Regions from separate parts of the Sus scrofa genome. Here region 1 is linked to region 2. The links are chromatin contacts, called in public HiChIP or PLAC-seq maps. All regions are on one chromosome and are shown on one strand. The core of a region is the stretch at or near the end of the contact, and the rest is flanking DNA. Distances in the headings are between cores, read along the strand shown. Region 1 has its middle 42 kb from the start of BPGM. Region 2 overlaps CALD1 (caldesmon).

Region 1 (4,562 bases), core at 425-2,924, 240 kb after region 2:
TAAAATACAAAATCAAATGTAAATTAAGAATATCTATGTGAAAATACTTATAGAAAGAATTGATGAAATAGTTATCAAGATTATAGGATTAAGGAGTTCACTTATTTTCAAAATATATTACAACATTTAACTCCATAGTTTGAATAAAAAGCGAGAACATGATTCATTAAATAACCTGTTTCCACAGCATTCTAGCAGCTGCCTACAGAGACATGCTGAGCTAAAGGGCTACTCAGCCTCACCTGCCTTCCTGTCCATCAGCAGCAAGTTTCCATGTCTGCTTCCAGGGATGGGCACAGTGGGAAGATAGCCACAAAGCTCAGTATAAAGATCAAACATCTGCTAGACAAGAAATATTTTAAAGAGTAAATCTACAGAAAAATGGACAGTGCGATACTCAAGAGGGATAAACTGGGGGGATTCTGGAAAGTAAGTTTGCATGACCTTGTCTGGCATCCATCTTCATGAGCCAGAGAACTTGAATTCACTCAATTCTTCTGCCTGAAGGAACAGGTGAGATCCAGCACAGGTAAATCAGAGGGCTCTGTGGGAGCCTAAGAATCCTGAGGGATAAGCAGATGTTAGGCAGGAAATAAAAAGAGAGCAAAGGGGGGCAGGTGATGGAGAGGAGACAAATGCAAAGGCAGAAGCTGAAAAAATTGCTGGTGCCTCGCAAAGTCTGCGTGAAGTTCTGTGTGGTAGACCTTTGGGAAAGTCACCCTAGCAAATCTTTCAGAAGATTGGCGGACAGTTAAAGTGGAGGCAGAGAGATCAGCTAGAAGACTGTTCAAGTGTTTAAAGAGAGAAAAGCTGTGGATGTGACTCAAGGCCTGAGCAGTGAGATGGAGAGGAGATGAATTTGCAAAGTATGAGGAGAGAGAATCAATAGGACTCAATAAGTACTCAGAAGAAGGAAAGTCAAGGGTGATGCCAAGTGCTGCCCAAATATCTGAGCATATCTATAGGACCAGTGTTGCCAGACAAGTCTCCAGAAAGCAACAAGGACTTGGTATTCATTTATATTTCAGATTGAAAACTATCTGCCTCTTTCCCAGGTTACAGTCCCATGGGGATCCATGATGTTTATATTTTATGCTTACACAGGCTGAGCTCTGTAGTTACATAATCAGAGAAAGAAATCCCACAATCAGTTCCAGGACTCTTTAGACATGACCTTTTGTAAATAGCCAGAGCAAGAGTTATAGTCAAATCCAGAGGCATTTATGAATAAATACTGACCCCCAGTGTCTAGATGCAGAAATAAAGATTACATAAAGATTTAAAATACCAAGATTATCGGGAGACTACTTGGACTTCCAGCTACAAATCCAATTCAGAATCCCTGAGTGCTTCAGAGACAAAAATATGAATATTTCACTATACCAATGGCTAGTGGCTGTCTGGAGAACTCTAGTGAATATTCTGTAGAATAAGTGTGAGAATGGATTAAAAGACCCCAATCGTGGGTGTATAACTACGTGATGGCCTTGACCCTCTCTGCTCCAAAGTCCAGGTTTAACTGTTCCAAAGATTCTTCTCACTAAAAGGATAGATTTTATGCAAATAATGTGACTGATGGAAAAATCTAGCTGTATCTCATTCCCCACCTGGGTCAACATTATATCAGGAGTTCCCGTGGTAGCTCAGTGGAAATGAATCTGACACGTATCCATGAGGACACAGGTTTGATCCCTGGCCTCACTCAGTGGGTAAAGGATCTGGTGTTGCCATGAGCTGCAGTGTAGGTTGCAGATGAGGCTCTGAACTAGCAATTGCTGTGGCTATGACGTAGGCCAGCAGCTACAGCTCTGATTTGACTCCTAGCCTGGGAACCTCTATGTGCCCTGGGTGTGGCCCTAAGAAGACAAACAAACAAACAACATTACATCAAATGGCGTTTCCTGCTTCCTCTCAAGTGGATGCAGGGTAGCGTGGTGGGCAGGTATGCCCTTTTCACTGTGTGGCTAGAATGAATTCATGAAAAACTCTTGAGTAAACTCTGCAGCAAAATAGCCCCTTTGGCTGGAGTTGCTTCATGGTGAGAAAGTGACCCTCCAACACCTTGGCCTGTAGTTGCTGCAGCTGCTGTCAGAGGGCGTCTCTTTTCCACACACTGGAAACTGGGTGCTAGCCCTTTGGAGACAAGCTTATGTCACATTCTGGTCTATACTGAAGTTTTTAAGGACTTGGTTTTGCAGAAAATTAAATGAAGCTGTCTTGAAAAGGTAGAGCTTCCTTTGTGAAAACAGCACCTTTTTTTTTTTTTTTAACAGGGTCTTTTTAATGAATCTTATTTTTAAAGTAGGAAAAGATTTAAGTCTTAAGTGGCCAGCCCTAATGTAAATAAAAGGCACACCCTTGGTACCAACAGACCCCATGTGACTTCTGTCTGGGGCAATGTGAAACATTCATTACAAGCTATTGCCTCTCATCAGTCTTAGGAGAAGGAAGCAGAGAGGAAGAGTAGAGACCACAGCTCCTTGGAGGTCACACAGATTCAAGCTGGGCTATGACACTGAGCTGAGTGATGCAAAGGCCACTTGGGAGGTGGTTGCTACAAAGAGAAAATCCAAGGAAACAGAGGCCCAGAGATTAAGTAGAGATTAGGAGCCAAACAGTGGCTTTAAGAAGGGTAGGATGCTACCCTAAAGCGTTAAGGGATTAAACTAGAAGGTTTTGCATAAGGAGAAAGAAATCCCATGACGTTTGTTCAGCTACAAGGTGATGGCAACCATAACCCTGCCTGTGACTTGTATTAGCAGAGAAGCTACTTGTTGTTCTGATGCATAACTGTAGCACCAGACCTAGCGGAAATACAACAAATGTACAACTTGTTTCTTTACAATATAATACAGACTTAAGAAGTTTTTCCTTTACCCAACAAAGACAGAAATTTCCAAAAGAATAAAAAGTGCAGAAACCGGGCACCTTTATCCAGGCGCTGCATCTAGCAAAACATGTTTTAGTGACTGACTTAATTCAAGTTTGCTTTAGTTGCTTCTTTTCAATTTTTTTTCCTCCTGTCACTTTTTTTCTGGTTTTATTTTGAAAAATGTCAAAGCTACAGAAAAGCTGGAAGAATAGTGCAACATTATAAACTCCTTCCTCACTTCATCAATTATAACATTTACTAAATTTGCTTTCTGTCTCTCTTTAAATACAGAGGGACACTGTGTTGCCTGAATCGTTTGAATGTGAGTTGCAGACATAATGACACCTCACCCTTAAAATTTCCAACCACCTTGTCCTTTATAACTTTAATATCCAATTAAGTTTCAAATGTTAAAACCCTTTCCCCAGTGCAATGGTATTTGGAGGTGAGGCCTTTGGGAGGTAATTAGGTTTAAATGAGGTCACAAGTGTGGATCCCCCAAGGCGACACTGGAGCTCTTAGAAGAGACCAGAGCCCCCTCCCTCTCCACCTTGTGAGGACACAGCAAAAAGGCATCTGTCTGAAAACCAAGAAGAGGGTTCTCAACAGACACTAAATCTGCCAGCACCTTGATCTTGAACTTCCCAGTCCCCAGAACTGTGAGAAATGTTTGTGGTTTTAGCCACCCAATCTGTGGTGTTTTTGAACAGACTAAGACAAATGTTCTGTAATCCATTATCATTATTCTTCAATCTCAAACTGTCCCAAATTTGTCACTTGAAGCCAATTTTGTGTCCCATCAGTCTTTGGGCATTTTCTTTTCTGACTCAAGATGTTCTAAGCTTGGAGTTCCCGTCGTGGTGCAGTGGTTAACGAATCCGACTAGGAACCATGAGGTTGCGGGTTCGATCCCTGGCCTTGCTCAGTGGGTTAAGGATCCGGCGTTGCCGTGAGCTGTGGTGTAGGTTGCAGACGCAGCTCGGATGCTGCGTTGCTGTGGCTCTGGCGTAGGCCGGTGGCTGCAGCTCCGATTCGACCCCTAGCCTGGGAACGTCCATATGCCGCGGGAGCGGCTCAAGAAATAGCTAAAAAGACAAAAAAAAAAAAAAAAAAAAAAAAAAAAAGATGTTCTAAGCTCACTTTACACATTATGTGTACTCAAGCGGAATCATGATTTCCCCAAAATATCCCTGATCTGTGGAATAGTATTTAGAAAACAAGATCAAGGGAACTTAGGGCGTGTTCATTATTATCAGCTTATGGCTTCTAGGAGCTTTCAGAGGACAGAGCTAGGGATGGGGGGGAAAGGTGGGGTGGTATTGGGAGGAAAATGCATACACACACATTCATGCAATTATCTCCAGTTCGAAATTAGTAATACAGGGGTTTTCTTTATCTTACTCCATTTTCTATCCCCTTCTCCCATGGAGAGTAACCTAATTTACAATAAGAACAAATTATTCAATTTTTTCAACCTAGGAAATTCAAAATTACTTCTCAAAAATAGTCTCAGGAAACATTTTCATCTTTAAACACTCGAAGTTAACATCAGTGTTGCCAAATCATCCCACATTATCCCCCAGAAGTCACAAGGAGCAGATTGACAGCTCTCTAAACAAGCAACCAGAAATAATGCACCTATAAACAGGACTCGAATTAGATAACTTAGCAATGGCTGATCCTTGACAGG
Region 2 (4,410 bases), core at 133-2,632:
GAATTATTTGTGGAGATGTTGTCACAAAGGTCAGAAAAGAATCAGGTTACCAAACCAGGGCTTTGGGATTAAGAAGCCAAATCACTAATTAAAATCCAGAGCAGGATATCCTCTTTGCTTGGATTTCATTTTTTCCGTTTAGTTCTTTTTCACTGAAGGTGTTATTGACAACATACAGGAGGCTTCACAGTTGGTGCAATGCCCTCTAAGGCCCTTCTTTTGTTCTAAAATGGGCTTTAATGTCCCATGCCCCACACGCTGGGCATATCATGGAATCCACAGGTGTACATTCAGGTAAAAATCTAAGGGCTGAGGCAGGTAGAAGGGGCCCACAGGGTTTTGCGTGCACACATGGTTTTTAGCTTTTGTAATTTATCTGAAGTAAAGACCTATTTAGGGAAATTATACAATCAATATCACTAGTTAGATAAGTGTCCCTTACACTTATTACCAAGTAAAGAATCGGAGCTGGGGAACTCCAGATGCTCAGACTCAAGAGGATGTGGGAGTTCTTGTTGTGGCTCAGTGGTTAACGAATCCAACTAGGAACCATGAGGTTGCGGGTTCGATCCCTGGCTTCACTTAGTGGGTTAAGGATCCAGCGTTGCTGTGAGCTGTGGTGTAGGTCGCAGGAGGGCCTCAGATCCCGCGTTGCTGTGGCTCTGGCATAGGCTGGTGCTACAGCTCCGACTGGACCCCTGGCTTGGGAACCTCCATATGCCATGGGTGTGGCCCTAGAAAGACAAAAAAAAAAAAAAAAAAAAAAAAAAAAAAAAAAGGAGAAAATGGCTTGCTGCTTTGGAAGAGGCCTGTGTGCTGAGATACAGAGTGCTGGGGAGGTATGTAGTGCTGGCTGGTCCAGGGAAGAGCCAGTCTGATGGTTCCACAGGTTGCACTGGAGCTGTGTTGTGCAGCAGACGGCTTTTTACACTGGTGAGTTAATGTGCTTTTTTTTGTCCATGCCCTTGGTATGAGCAAGTTTCCGGTCCAGGGATCAACTCCCACCGCAGCCAGATCCTTAATCTGCTGAGCCATCAGGGGACTCAAATGTGCTTTCCTTACAGTGTTACTTACATATCTACAAAGAGAAATCCAGATACGTAAATGCTTCAAGCTTACCAATGATGACAAAGCTAAAATAATTTACAAATGAAAGAAAACAAAACAGAAGAACCATAAAATGTAGACAACAAAAAAAACCTAATATGACTGATGATAGTTTGCTCATGTTAGATTTACAAATAAGGTATTTTTATCTATCTATCTATCTATCTATCTATTTATTTTCTGGGGCCAGAAATCAAATTCGCACCATAGCAGCAACCTAAGGCACAGCAGTGACAATGCTGGATCTTGAAACTGCTGAGCCACCAAACTAGGTATTTTTAGATCCAGGTCAGAAAAGAATCAAGTTACAAAATCAGGAAGTTAGATGACTTCATCTGTTTCCATCTTTTGACTTCAATTATACAAACGTTATGAACATTTTTTTCACCCAGATATCTTACAAAAACCAAGATGAACAATTCTGAAGGTTGGTTTATTTGTTCTTCGCTGCTTCAGAAACTCTGACTTCATACTTGCTAAAATGTGCTAGTGTGCAATACTCGGATGCCAATATAAATAAAATGTTACTTAGTAATTCTATAAAACTGACTGATTTATTTCCATAAATGTGGAGAGAAGGTGGCAGTGTGATATACTTAAATGATGATTAGGTTAGTGCTCAGGAAACCTGATTTCTAGAACTGCTCTCGCACCAGCTTGCAGGCCTTTGGCCTGAATTAAACTGTCTTGTCTCAAAGTGGGTGGCAATCAGATGAAATCACAGGTATGCTGTGGGCAGGCATTCCACACGGTAATATTTTGTCGTTCTTAGGAAAGTGCAGTGGAGGAGCTGCTTTGTGAGGAAAGATGAGTTCAATTTTAGGCCTGTTGAGCTTGAGGTGACAGCATGACATGATTCGAATGTTCCTTTCTAATTCAATCACATTGTAGCTTGCAGTCAAAAGCCCTTCCCAGTGGTTTGGCTTCAGTCTTTAGATTCTTGGCCTAATATTCCTTTGGCTTATTTCTCAGTAGACAGCTTTAACCACAGCAAGAAGAATGAATCCTTAATGACTGCTTCCCAAGCTAATCAAACAGGCAGTCTTAATTTGCCCTTCTGCATCTCTGGATCGGCCATGAGGAGTTGGCTATTACTTGGGGCCCTTCTTCTTCCAAGACAAGCAAGAGATAAAAGCTCCACATGGGACACCCTAGGCCAAAAACCAAATTCTCCCTTCTCCTAAATGGACGCTCTTTTGAAGCTCCTAATTTCCCACTGTATTTGAACAAATGGAGGTGTTATTGGTTTCCTCCTCCCACTTACCCAACGTGCCTCGTGGCAGATGCTGTTGGCTTTTAGCTCTGACACGACCTAGATTTGCCATCTCTCTAGGCCAGGTCACACTCAACCTTCCTTTATCACCGATTTCTCACCAGAGATCACATCCACTGCTTCTTCTAACTCTTCTCCTCGCTTGGTATAGTTTAAAGTTTACAATCCCTTTCCATTGAGAGACTCTTGCCTAGGATACACAGTTGCCAGAGCTAGATTTTTGAGAACCTGTTTACTGCTACTAATAAAGAAACATGTTAAAATTGTTTTCAAAGTTAAAGACAAGAAGGAGCCAAAATGGTTTCAGGGTATTTTGAATCGGAACATGTCCGGTTGCTGGCTCAATAACCTATCAGTTGACTTTATAAGTGAAATTGTGTCTGTGCCAAATGACTTGATATGTGTGGAAATTCTTCAGATGTGAGCCTCCCTACATTAGCTTTCAGAGAGCAGAGCAAACAGTGGTTGCCTAACTTTCAGCCTTCTCCTGTGGCAGTTTGCCTTCCTACTACCACCAGAGGTTTCTTGTTTTTCTTTAGAAATTGAAAAAATCTTAGTTGTTAATTTCTGTCTGCTTCTAAAAGTAACATACACTTATTATTTTCATAAACTAGACAAGATGTACAAAAGAGAAAGTAAAAACCAATCAGCTCCCCAATCACGCCACTCAGATGTGAACATGAATAATATCTGATGTATTCTGCCAGAACTTTTCCTATGCATGCACAGATAATTTAACTCTGTTTTTGCTTTTTTCTTTTTTTTTCCACAGCTGCACCTGCAGCATATGGAAGTTCCCAGGTTAGGGGTTGAATCTGAGCTATAGCTGCTGGCCTACACCACAGCCACAGCCACACAACATGGGATCCTCTAACCCACCGAGCAAGGCCAGGGATTGAATCCGCATCCTCATGCATACCAGTAGGGCTTGTTACCACTGAGCCACAACTTTTGATATTTTAAGTTTTAACAAAGTGGGATCACGTTATATATATTATTTTAGAAGCAGTTTCTTTAATTTACCTTATTTATGACTATCTTAATACATTAGTAACATATAATTTCAACAGCAACACAGAGTATTCTACGAACACAGTAACTATTTGAATGTACCATAATCTATTTAGCCAGTTTTCTGGTGGACAGTTAAGATGTTTCCAACTTGATGTTCTTACAAACAATGCTGCAAAGGACACCATTATCAATATATAATTACTTATCTAGGAAAAGCTCTCAAAAGTTAGAATTTCTGAGTTTCAAAGTATACTCATTGAAAGGCTTTTGATACACCTTGACAAACTGCCTTCCAGAAAGGGACATAATATCAGCAATGCATGTGAATACTAATTTCGCCATAAGCAGACTTTATCCAAAAAGACAGATGAGAACACAGCATCCTTAATAGGTCCCTATGATTGTACAACAACTCTGCTTTATGCTTCAGTTAAAGACAGAAAGTTAACATTTCTAATTTTCCACACACCAGATTTAAACATATTTGAAATGCTGCTGACTAGTAACCATCATACCTAACCACCCACTGGGTTGTAATAAAAGCATAATCCATTTGTTCTTTCTGTGAAACTTTAGCAGATGCTGGCATTAACTAGTCTAACTGCATCCCACAGGACAAAGACAGCTGATGTTTCCAGATGATTCAGAGGCAGCGAAGGACTTGAAGTTCTTCTGAATCATCTGAGAGAGATTAAACTATGTTTATCAGAGTTTTAAGCAAATGCATTTTATTAAAAGACAAGTAATCCCAAGTAATATATAAAGCATCTTACTAAGTAAAATGTTCGACTGACCAGAATCCATGACTTTCTCATCCATGCTGGGTGTGAGCAGGTTTACTATGGAGTATTAGGCTTTGTTTCTGGCTAACTACCTTTGCTCATCTCCGAGAGAACACTTGAAGGAATGCTAGACCTTACTGCAGGAACGCCAGTGCTATGGGCAGCAAAATGGCTTATTGGGTATTTGGGAGAGACACAATCGTGTGTGTGAGTGTGTTTGTGTGTGTGTGAGTG

Evidence for each region. HiChIP or PLAC-seq counts read pairs in DNA pulled down with a chosen protein or histone mark.
Region 1: an H3K27ac HiChIP or PLAC-seq map of skeletal muscle shows a contact between it and region 2. The contact joins two enhancer-like sites. A contact is called at or near these places in 4 of 47 Hi-C or Micro-C datasets (liver, mesenchymal stem cells, omental adipose tissue and 1 more) and 1 of 2 datasets of contacts at active chromatin or transcription factors (skeletal muscle).

Annotation. Positions count from the first base shown.
Region 1 is chr18:14,549,082-14,553,643 of Sscrofa11.1, forward strand. No RefSeq gene overlaps it. Among named protein-coding and RNA genes, the nearest start is that of BPGM, 42 kb to the right of the region's middle. Within about 2 kb of position 1,675, at least 8 of the 83 cell types and tissues checked have an H3K27ac peak or open chromatin away from gene starts, as enhancers often do. A contact at or near this core is called in skeletal muscle, where this site is marked.
Region 2 is chr18:14,306,834-14,311,243 of Sscrofa11.1, forward strand. All of the region lies in intron 3 of CALD1 (caldesmon), which reads right to left. Among named protein-coding and RNA genes, the nearest start is that of AGBL3, 44 kb to the left of the region's middle. Within about 2 kb of position 1,383, at least 10 of the 83 cell types and tissues checked have an H3K27ac peak or open chromatin away from gene starts, as enhancers often do. A contact at or near this core is called in skeletal muscle, where this site is marked.